Linked DNA regions of Rattus norvegicus: region 1 is linked to region 2. Evidence: chromatin contacts called from public Hi-C data. All regions are on one chromosome and are shown on one strand. The core of a region is the stretch at or near the end of the contact, and the rest is flanking DNA. Distances in the headings are between cores, read along the strand shown. Region 1 has its middle 45 kb from the start of Galnt9. Region 2 overlaps LOC134481216 (a long non-coding RNA gene).

Region 1 (5,631 bases), core at 2,183-4,682, 130 kb before region 2:
ACCTCATCTCCTTGTAGCATCCTGTGTCACCAGCATCATAGGACCCGTGGCCCCATTTCTTCTCTAAGCTACTGCCAGTGGCTCAGGAGCAACACTCTAATTCTGTTTGCAATTAAAAGAAGGTGCCCTTTAAAAATTGCTCACCATTTCAGCATCTAGGCAGCAAATTATCTCAAAGTGGATTCTCTTTGTTCTGAGACTCTAATTGATGGGCTATGTGTATGCATAAGCACGTGCATGTGCGTGTATGTACATAGAATGTGCCTGGGGGTTTCAGTCCTAGTCACATGATGTAGACATTCAAGGGCTTTACAAAGACACAAAGTCCCGTGCCTGCCCCACAAATAGTAGTTCAGCTGGTTAGAGGAGCCTTGACTCCCAGGAAGCTGCAATGGGTATCTTAGGAAGACCTCAGTAGAAAGAATAAGGTCTCAGGTGTTTGGTGCATAAGGGCCAGGCCCTGATGCAGAGGTCTCTGCCCAACCTTGATGTTTGAGCTGCCTTGAAGTTCCCAGTAGGCTCATGATCGTTGCTTCCGAGGCTCCATTCTAACCCTGACCTGGGGAATGAAAATCATATTGTTTTCTCACTCAGACCCGGTGAAAAATTCCAACTCAGCCATCAGAGGTGTATGCCACCTCTGTCAGGGACTTATAGGACGTGTGAAGTCCCAGCCTCTATTTCAGAATGTGGCAGATGGACACGGGTCACTGCAGGTGGGATTTAGGGTGAAGTAGCATGTTCTAAGCCAGGACCTATGGAAATTTGCACCAACACAGACACAAAGAAGCCATTTAAGAAGGAGGCACATGGGGGCTGGAGAGATGGCTCAGTGGTTAAGAGCACCCAACTGTTCTTCCAGAGGTTATGAGTTCAATTCCCAGCAACCACATGGTGGCTCACAACCATCTGTAAAGAGATCTGATGTAAAGAGGCACCACCCTCTTCTGGTGTATCTGAAGACAGCTACAGGGTACTTATATATAATAAATAAATAAATCTTAAAAAAAAAAGAAGGAGGCACATTTGGGGGGAAGTGCTTCTACAAGTCAAGGAACTCCAAAGATTCCAGCCTCCCTCAGCAGTTCAGGACCTAGCCTGTGAGCTTAATCCTGTTGTGTAAACCATCCACAGAAGTGGATACTGTCTGGAGGAGGGGACAGGGTACAACTGTTAGAAAGGTCTTAAGCCTGAGTGAGGGAACCCAATCACAAAAAAACCCACACATGGTATGCACTCACTGATAAGTGGATATTAGCTTAAAAGCTCGGATTACCCAAGATACAATCCACAGACCACAGGAAGCTCAAGAAGAATGACCAAAGTGCAGATGCTTCAGTCCTTCTTAAAAGGGGGAACAAAAATATTCATAGGAGGAGATATGGGGACAAAGTTTGGAGCAGAGACTGAAGGAAAGGCCATCTAGAGCCTGACCCATCTGGGGATGCAGCCAATATACATACAGCCACAAAACCCAGACAATATTGCTGATGCCAAGAAGTGCATGCTGGCAGGAGCCTGATATAGCTGTCTCCTGAGAGGCTCTGCCAGAGCATGACAAATACAGAGGCGAGTGCTCACAGCCAACCATTGAACTGAGAATGGGGTCCCCATTGGAGTAGTTAGAGGAAGGATTGAAGGAACTGAAGGGGTTTTTGGCCCCATAAGAACAACGATACCAACCAACCAGAGCTCCCAGGGACTAACCACCATCCAAAGAGTACACATGGACAGAACCATGGCTCCACCTGCATATGTAGCAGAGGATGGCTTTTTGGGCACCAATGGGAGGAGAAGCCCTTGGTCCTGCCAAGGCTCAACTCCCCAGTGTAGGGGATTGTCAGGGTGGGGAGGCAGGAAGGGGTGGGTGGATGGGTTGGGGAGCACCTTTATAGAAGAAGGGGAGAGGGATGGGATGGGGGCTTACAGACGGGAAACTGGGAAAGGGGATAACATTTGAAATGTAAATAAAAAATATCCAATAAAAGGAAGGAAGGAAGGAAGGAAGGAAGGAAGGAAGGAAGAAAGGACGGAAGGCCTTAAGCAAGGGCAATGGGCCCAGTGGGTAGCAGTTGGCATTTCAACACTAAGGCTTGGCTACCTCTGTGTATTGTGGCAGAACGATAACTTCCTAAGGAAGGTGAACCTGCCCTCCAAACCCTGTCTGTTTTCTCAAGCTAGGTTGTCTTGTACTCTCTACAGAAGGAGGTTCTCTCCTTTGCTTTCCTCCTGCTCCTGGCAGTATGGTGAACTGTGAGGAAGTGGGTGTGGAAGGATGCTCTCTTCTTGAAGGACCAGTTTGTTCAACTCCGGCATTACTGTCCCTGCATCCCACCTGTTTATGTCCACTGTGTCACGCAGACATCCTCGGTGGTGGCTCAGCTCAGCCCAGGCCTCCTTCGGCCCACAAGAGGCTACCAAGACCTCAGGAATACAAGCAAAGCCTAGACATTGTATAGTTGAGGGTGTTTCTGCAGTCAGAGAAAGTAGTCCCTTGCCTTGGCATTCCTCCTACTCTGGAGTCATGGACATGTCCCCAGCATGCCCTCAGTCATAGTTTTATCTGAGGACAGGAAAGCTTCACAGGGATGTCTTTACCTAGGGTAGGTGCACTTTGACGTTGAGCTACTCAACTTTCAAATCTGCGTTGCTGGTCTTAGCCAGAACTGTCCGGGGCCTCTGACCCCTCATCCCAGCTGACCTATGCCCACCAGGGTCTGGAGAAGGAACTCCCAGGCACCCCACTTCCAACTTGGTTCCCTGCCTATGGTGAGAGTTTAGGGGCACAAGGTCCTAACGGTTTGGATCCTCCAAATCCAAGAGACACGCTAGTCCTGTGTCTAAGATTCATCATGTAGGGAGTGGAAAGAGTGGCCCTATGGTGGGTGCTGCCTCACATCCAGGAATCTTTTCAGGTGGGCATTATATGTGTCCATGTGTTCTAGGATGCTGATCACCCATCCCAGAGCAAGGATCTATAAAGCTAAGGGGGAGAGGGTGCTGTGGCTGGACTTCTCAGAAGCATTAGACATTGGCAGCCCTTGGATGGGGTCTGGATGGGGAGATCAGGGACCTTGGTGGCTTCGGTAACACAGAATGGGCCCTGACTTTCCTATCACAGGGTCAGACAGATAGTGGTTTACAGGAGCGAGGGGCATGGAACAACAGTTCAGGTCAGGGCACATCCTGAAGTTGTTAGAGTAGGCTGTAGATACGGAGCTATGAGCCAATGGATCACTCCTACAGTCTATCCCACTGAGCCCTGGCTTATCTCTGGTCCATTGGAAAGGCACTGGGGTGGAATGAAGGCCTTTTCTTAGCAAGCCTGGAGAATGAAGTTAATGGCTGAATCAGGGTTTAGACAAAGCCTGGGGCCTTGGCAGCTAAGATCTGGATATGAATGACTTCGTTGTTGGTGGCCTTCTCTTAACACTGGGAGTCTCTCCAGAAACTACCAGGCAGCACATGCCGACAGTGGGCAGGGAGGCTCCAGTGGTCTAGGTTTCAGCTGCGGTAGCTTTGAAAGCCATTGGCACTGCCTTGAGGGTCCCCCTGAAGCTCTTTAAATTCCAATCTGGGAACTGTTGTTCTCCTTGTCTTCCAGATTGCTCTGCACGTCCCCCCAAATAAAGCAGTGTACATGCTGCTCTGTCCTTGCGCTGCATTCTCGGATGGACGTCTGCCAGGCCTCCCATGGCTCTCAGCTTGTGGCATCCAGCCTGTGATATGTCCTAGTTTACAGACAGGCACTTGTACTGTCTCCAAAGTTGTACGGCAGATTCTTCTACTAACACCCTGGAGGCATCTGTCCCTGGGAGATTAAGTTCTCTACAGGCACCGGCCTTTGCTGTCATGCTTCCTCCCTCCCATCACCAGAGCTGCGTTGCCCACACCACTAGTTGGCATCAGCTGCCTTTTAATTAACCACTTTGCTCTTCCGAGGTGGCCTTGCCTGGTCTGCATTTCCCCTTCTTGTGAGTCTAGGATGACCCTTCCCTCCTCTCATCTCTGCTAACACGGGGACATTAATATCCAGCACTTCCCCCCAGATACCCAGCCAGGTTTTCTGCCTCGAGTCTGGTGGCTTCCTCTCCCTTCTGAGCCCCGCCCAGCTAGAACTAGATCCATCCATCACAGCTTGGCCTTTCTGCTCCAGTGCACTTCACCTCAGCAATGTGTCTTCATAAAGTCATGGTTCCTTTGCCATGATTCTTCCCTCTCCTCCTTAACACTAGTCCGTGGAGGTAGAGCCTTCATCATCCCCTTGACATTAGTGGCCCTGCAGAGGAAGGGGGAGATGGAATGTCCCCGACACCCGAGGACAAATGTGATTTCTACGACAGGGAGTGACTTTATTTCCCACAGGCATGGAACGCTGGAATGTGCAAGGCTGTGGTTGGGTCAGAGAGTGAGCAGTAGCCTGATGCTCGCAGACCCGTGCTGTGCTGGCCTCTGACCCGCAGATCTGCTCAGATGTGCTCCCCCACCCTCCAGCTTCCCTGAGCCCTGCTCCCAGGCCCTGAAGTATACAGTCCTGACTGTTATCCCTCCAGCGCCCCCGCTGGAATAGCACTGACATCTTTTGAGCTCAGACTGAGCAGGCTGGGACAGTCTTCCTTTTAGCAGATCCCATCTGGGTCCCCTTCCCGGTTCCATGCCCCGTACTCCCCTGGGTTCTGTACCCACCCACGGCTTGTCTTCCACCACCCGGGGTTCTGCCAGCTATTTCTTTGTTCCCCCTCCCTGGCTGTGAGTCCTTGAGGGCAAGGGGTATGCGAGGTCCCTCTTCAGGGAACAGCCCTCATTTGGTATTAGGTACAGATCATATGCTTTGAAGCCTCAAAACCATCCACATTTCTCATCTGTAGTGTCCACAGTCAGAGAGATGGAGCTTAATTGAATACTTTGCTAGGGAATCTACAGGCTGGATTAGGTCATGGCTGGGCTCTCGTCTTGACTTGAGGTCAGTTTCTAAGATCATGGAGTGGACAGAGCTCAGGGTCTTGCAGTTGCAGCACCAAGCTCTCTTCTCAGTCTGTCACCCAGACTCTTTCCAGTTCCCGAGTGTTGCCTCTGTAAGACCAGCAGGAGCATCTCCACGGAGTTTTAGGGAATGTGATATTTCGAATGGCTGTTCCACCATCCTGGTCATCATGAGTGAGCCTCATTGTCTTAGGGTTTCTATTCCTGCACAAACATCATGACCAAGAAACAAGTTGGGGAGGAAAGGGTTCATTCACCTTACACTTACATGTTACTATTCACTAAAGGAAGTCAGGACAGGAACTCAAGCAGGTCAGGAAGCAGGAGCTGATGCAGAGGCCATGGAGGGGTGTTACTTACTGGCTTGCTTACCCCGACTTGCTCAGCTTGCTTTCGTATAAAACCCAAGACCACCAACCCAGGGATGGCACTACCCAAATGGGCTGGGTCCTCCCCCACTTGATCACTAATTGAGAAAGTGCCTTGCAGCTGGGTCTCATGAAGGCATTTCCACAACTGAGGCTCCTTTTTCTGTGATAACTCCAGCTTGTGTCAAGTTGACACACAAAACCAGCCAGTACACTCATCAAAGGTACAAAGGCCCTACCATGTACCATGACAGACCCTACTCCCGGACTGTCACCTCAA
Region 2 (5,111 bases), core at 2,423-4,922:
TTCCTCGGAGTCAGCACACAGAAGCTGTGTTCAAGGGTTCCGAGGTCGTGCCTTGTTGTGGCAGCCAAATGTGGTTGTGTGTAAGGTCTCCCAGGTGCTTCTGGTTTTGAAGGCACGAAGGAGTCATGGAGAAAGCCCGAGACTTTGCATCATGCAGAGAGCCCAGGAGAGGCTGTTGGTGAACATCCAGCCCAGTTTTAGTAGAAGACCCCAGCAGTTTGGAGATTCCAGTACCCTGGGATGACCACCAAGAACAGCAGCAGCAGTAGTAGAGCAGACTGGAGCTTAGACAAGCTGTGAGTGCTGGACAGGTGGAGCTGGAGAAGCAACCCAAGCCCCTTGGAGGAGCCCAGAAGATGGTGAGTGTAATACGTCTCGAATATTGTACATTGGTCTATTTATACAGTCGGAGTCTGGTGTTGTTTTGTTCGGATTGGTACTGTGCCCTGGTTCTTCCCTCTTGAAATGTGAAAGTATTTAAATATTAGTGATGATTTTTGTAGGATTCCCACAGTTGAGAGACTTTGGATTTTATTTGTTTTGATTTGTTTTGATTTGTTTTGTTTTTTTGAGACACTCACTCTGTAGACCAGGCTGGCCTCAAACCCAGAGAGATCCTCACCTGCCTCTGTCTCCTGAGTGCTGGGATTAAAGGCATGTGCCACTCTGCCCAGTTGAGACTTTGGATTTTTACAGAGACCGGACTTTTAAAGTGTTTGAATTAGTAAAGACTGTGGAACTTACAAGTTTATAATGTTTTATATTTGTGATATGTAAATCTGAGACCTTGAGGATGACTTCCTTCCCCTCTGCCCCCAGGAAAGGAAAAGTTATGGATTTTTTGTTTGTTTGCTTGGTTTGAGCTTTTGTTTTTCAAAACAGTTTCTCTGTGTAGCCAAGACTGTCCTGGAATTCTCCCTGTAGACCAGGCTGGCCTGAAACTTAAGAGATCCACCTGTCTTTGCCTCATGACTGGTGGTATTAAAGGCGTGAGCCTTCACTGCACAGCTGAAAGGGATGTTTTAAAAGGTGTTGGGTATAAAGTTGACAAGGGGCCAATTGTGCTGGCTAATTTTATGTCAGCTTTACACAGGCTAAGATCATCTGAGAGAACCCCAGTTGAAAAGAATGCCTCTGTAAGATTGGGTTGTAGACAAACCTGTAGGGCATTTTCTTTCTTTTTTTTTTTTTTTAAAGATTTATTTATTTATTTTATGTACAGCATTCTGCCTGCATATGTGACTGCAGGCCAGAAGAGGGCACCAGATCTCATTACAGATGGTTGTGAGCCACCATGTGGTTGCTGGGAATTGAACTCATGACCTCTGGAAGAGCAGTCAGTGCTCTTAACCGCCGAGCCATCTCTCCAGTGTAGGGCATTTTCTTAATGATTGATGGGAAAGTCCCGCCCACTGGAGTGGAGATGTTGCTGAACTGAGGGCCCTGCATTCTATAACAAAGCAGACTTAGCAAGCCATGATGGGAAGCAAACAGCACCCCTCCATGGCCTCAGCTCCTGCCTCTAGGTTCCTGCCTTTTGAGTTCCTGTCCTGACTTTTTTCAGTGATGGCCTATATCTTAGAAGTGTCAGCCAAGGGGTTGGGGATTTAGCTCAGTGGTAGAGCACTTGCCTAACAAGTGCAAGGCCCTGGGTTCGGTCCCCAGCTCTGAAAAAAAAAGAAAAAAGAACAAAAAGAATGTCAGCCAAACAAATCCTTTCCTTACCAGCTCGCTTTTGGTCACGATGTTTCACCACGCCTAGAAACCTTGACTAAGACAGTAACTTAAACATGTAGTCCCAGCACTGGGGAAACGGAGACAGGAGGATCCCTGAAGCTCACTGGTTGGCTGGACTTCAGTGAGCTTCAGGTCAGTGAGAGAGCCGGTCTCAGAAACCAAGATGAATGGCCCTCAAGTCTGTCCTCTGGCTTCTACACAAGGATGCATGTGCACATCCGCACACAACCACCATCAAGGATAGCACGAGCGCTTAAAGGGCTGTATCAGAACTGATACGATGAATAGATATAGCTGGGTTGGGGGTGTCTGTGGCCCCACGCTTCTTTGACCCCAGCACTTAGTAAGCAGAGGCAGGCAGATCCCTGAGTTTGAGGCCAGCCTGGTTTACAGAGTGAGTTCCAGGACAGTCAGGGATATGCAAAGAGACTCTGTCTCAAAGAAAATAAAGCAAAAACAACCCCCCCAATATTATCTCTAGATATCTATCCAATAAACCTTTAGCTAGATATTTGTAAGGATATGTATGCATTAAATGGGGTTTATTATTACTTCGACTTAAGGACTGTGATTCTGGTAGCCCAATGATGTCTGTCTCTGGAACGAAAAGCTAAGAATCCAATAGTTGGCTCAGTTCGCAGAAATGCATGTCTCGGCAGTCCAGTACTGGAGTCCCAGAGGATTCAAGAGCTGCTGCTCTTCAGGCTACGTTGGAATTCGGAAGAGGTGGGTCCTAATGTCAGTGAAGGAGTACCTCAGCAACAACGATAGATACTCCTGCCAGCGAATGAAGGCAACCAGACAATAAGTTCATCTTTCATCCCAGAAACTGCAACCCAGACTTTCCCAGAGATTTCTCACAGCTTCATTTTGCTCCTGGGATTTCTGTAATAAAGAATCAGTATTCCATCGTCTTCCCACAATTAGGATTGTCGTTATGATTAATAACCAAGGGGCTGGAGAAATGGCTCAGTGATTAAGAGCACTGATTGCTCTTCCAGAGGCCCTGAGTTCAATTCCCAGCAACCACATGGTGGCTCACAACCATCTGTAAGGAGACCCGATGCCCTCTTCTGGTGTGTCTGAAGACAGCTACAGTGTACTTATATATAATAAATGAATAAATAAATCTTAAAAAAAGATTGCTTTAAAAAAAAAAAAGAAACAACAGCAACACACACACACACGAATGACAGTAGGGGGAGTTATAAGTTGGTCTTCTTCCCTGGCTGAAGGAGTCCTAGAAAGCACCTGGACTCCATCCTGCACAGGGCTCTGGGTGCAGGACCCCTCCCCTCAAATCCTACAGAAGCTCACCTGGGTTTCTAATACACACTCATCTTATATCAGGAAAGCTCAGACTTTGGGGATAAGCCACCTGCTCAGAGGCCCAGAAGGCAGAGCTAGGTTCTGACAGTAGCACCCTGTTGGGACAGAAAAGATGGGCATTTGTTCTTGGAGGGGACCTGGTTTCTATACCTGGCAACCACTCACAACTGTCCATAACTCCAGTTCCAGTGGAGAAAACACTTTTAGCTTCCACATACACACAAGCCAAATAATCATACGCATGAAGAATAAATCTAAAAGGGAACCATTGTCCACCCCTACCCATAATCCCCCTCCTCTAGTCAGGGGCTGTGCAGACCAGTCACTGGCCCTGAGAAGCTATGAACCATGGTCCCTAGAGTGAGCTCTCTGCAGCCTAGCAACGTGTTCCCTTCCTCCCTGCTCTGACCAGCCTCTTCCCGCCATGCTCTGATTCAATTCCCTGTCCACCTCGGAACATGGGGTAATTGTGTTAAGAAATTCTACACTTACTGTAAGGATGAGCTTCAGCGTCTGCCGACACCTGGTTCCAGGCAAAGGCTTCTATCCAACCCTTTCTGCCAGGGCATGGAGGCAGGGTTGGAGGTCACAGGGAGAAAGTAGAATGTTCTGAGTCATGCCCTGCAAGGCCAGGCGGAGACATACAAAGGGGCTTTGTGGGTAAAAGTCCTGGGTTGTGGCTGAGCCCAGAGCTTATTCCTAAGAACCTGTCCTAGCTAGGTTTGGCAATTTGACACAAGCTACAGTCATTTCGCTAGAAGGAACCTTGACTGGGCAAATGTTTCCACTAGAGTGGCCTGTGGACAAATCTGTGGTGCATTTTCTTGATTGGTGATTGATATGGGAGGGCCCAGCACAGTCCTATCCCTGGGCTGGTGGTTCTGAGTTCATTAAAAAGAAAAAAAAGCAGGCTGAGCAAGCCATGGGAACCAAGCCAGTAAGCAGCACCCCTTCACAGACTCTCCATCAGCTTCTACCTCGGGGTCCCTGCCCTGCTTGAGTTCTAACCCTGAGTTCTTTCCATGACAAACAATGATACGGAAATACAAACTGAAATAAATCCTTTCTGCCCCAAGTTGCTCTGGTCATGGTGTTTCGACACAGAAATAGAGACCTAAAACAGAGACTTTATCAGTGGCAGCAGGGAGTTGGGGATGCGGCTCAACCAATAGAACACTTGCCAAGTATGTTTGAGGTCCCGCGTTGCATCCTGTGGACCGTGGAAAAAGAAGATTAAAATTAAGATACTGGGGCCTGGACAGAAGGAGGTAGCCTGGCAGAAGAGACATTAGACTCTGGAAGGTAAAATGCTAACAGCTCTGAGAATGGAAGATGGACGCAGACCCAGGAATGTTGCACCCCTTGATCTGGAAAAAAAAGGGGGGTGGGGATTGTTCTCTGGATCTCCACAAGGAACTGCTGTGACTCTGGAGAATCCAGAGTCCAAGGTGGATGGCTGACCAACCTACAGACTAGAGGAGCACCAACTGAACTTTTTAAAAAATTATTTGAATTATTTTCATGGGTGTTGAGAGACCAGAAGAGGTCGTCAGATGCCCGGGAACTGGAGTTACCTCACAAGATTGCTGGGGACCTAACTCTGGTCCTCTGCAAGAGCAGCAAATACTCTTAACGACTGAGCTATGCAGTCCCAAGTGTGACGTTTTAAGTAGTGAAGGGACTGGCCTCTGAGGGTTGGCTGGAGCCCCAGATTGAGAAGACCTGGCCACTAGATCAGGAGAAGCATGCACTGGGGATGAAATGGGCCAGATCCATGTCTGTGGCTCTCCTCCTGGGAGGGCAGATCTCCGTGTGTAGTTAGGGGAAATTGGCCAAGGGATTGATCTCCTGCATGGCTGAGTTATTTACTTGCCTTCTCATTAGGTCAGTAATTTGCATTTTGTGTAATTCTATTCACTGATTGTGGAGCTCTGTGGTATTGGAGCTGGGAGTGTGGAGCAGAGAAAGGAAGGGAATAGATGGTCGGTTAAACAGTCCTGTAACAATCAAGAAGGCCAATTAATGACACCTAGGGATTATGGGAA

What was found. A called contact is a pair of places that touch in the nucleus more often than the background predicts.
Region 1: a Hi-C map of Schwann cells shows a contact between it and region 2, with 7 times the contacts expected there. The contact joins two enhancer-like sites. A contact is called at or near these places in 8 of 12 Hi-C or Micro-C datasets (the A7r5 cell line, the Rat2 cell line, Schwann cells and 4 more) and 1 of 1 datasets of contacts at active chromatin or transcription factors (oligodendrocytes).

The regions. Positions count from the first base shown.
Region 1 is chr12:51,830,787-51,836,417 of GRCr8, reverse strand. No RefSeq gene overlaps it. Among named protein-coding and RNA genes, the nearest start is that of Galnt9, 45 kb to the right of the region's middle. Within about 2 kb of position 3,432, at least 5 of the 93 cell types and tissues checked have an H3K27ac peak or open chromatin away from gene starts, as enhancers often do. A contact at or near this core is called in Schwann cells, where this site is marked.
Region 2 is chr12:51,698,157-51,703,267 of GRCr8, reverse strand. LOC134481216 (a long non-coding RNA gene) reads left to right here. Exons shown (of 2, transcript XR_010056625.1): 1 at 1-359; 2 at 2,301-4,294. Among named protein-coding and RNA genes, the nearest start is that of Noc4l, 25 kb to the right of the region's middle. Within about 2 kb of position 3,672, at least 10 of the 93 cell types and tissues checked have an H3K27ac peak or open chromatin away from gene starts, as enhancers often do. A contact at or near this core is called in Schwann cells, where this site is marked.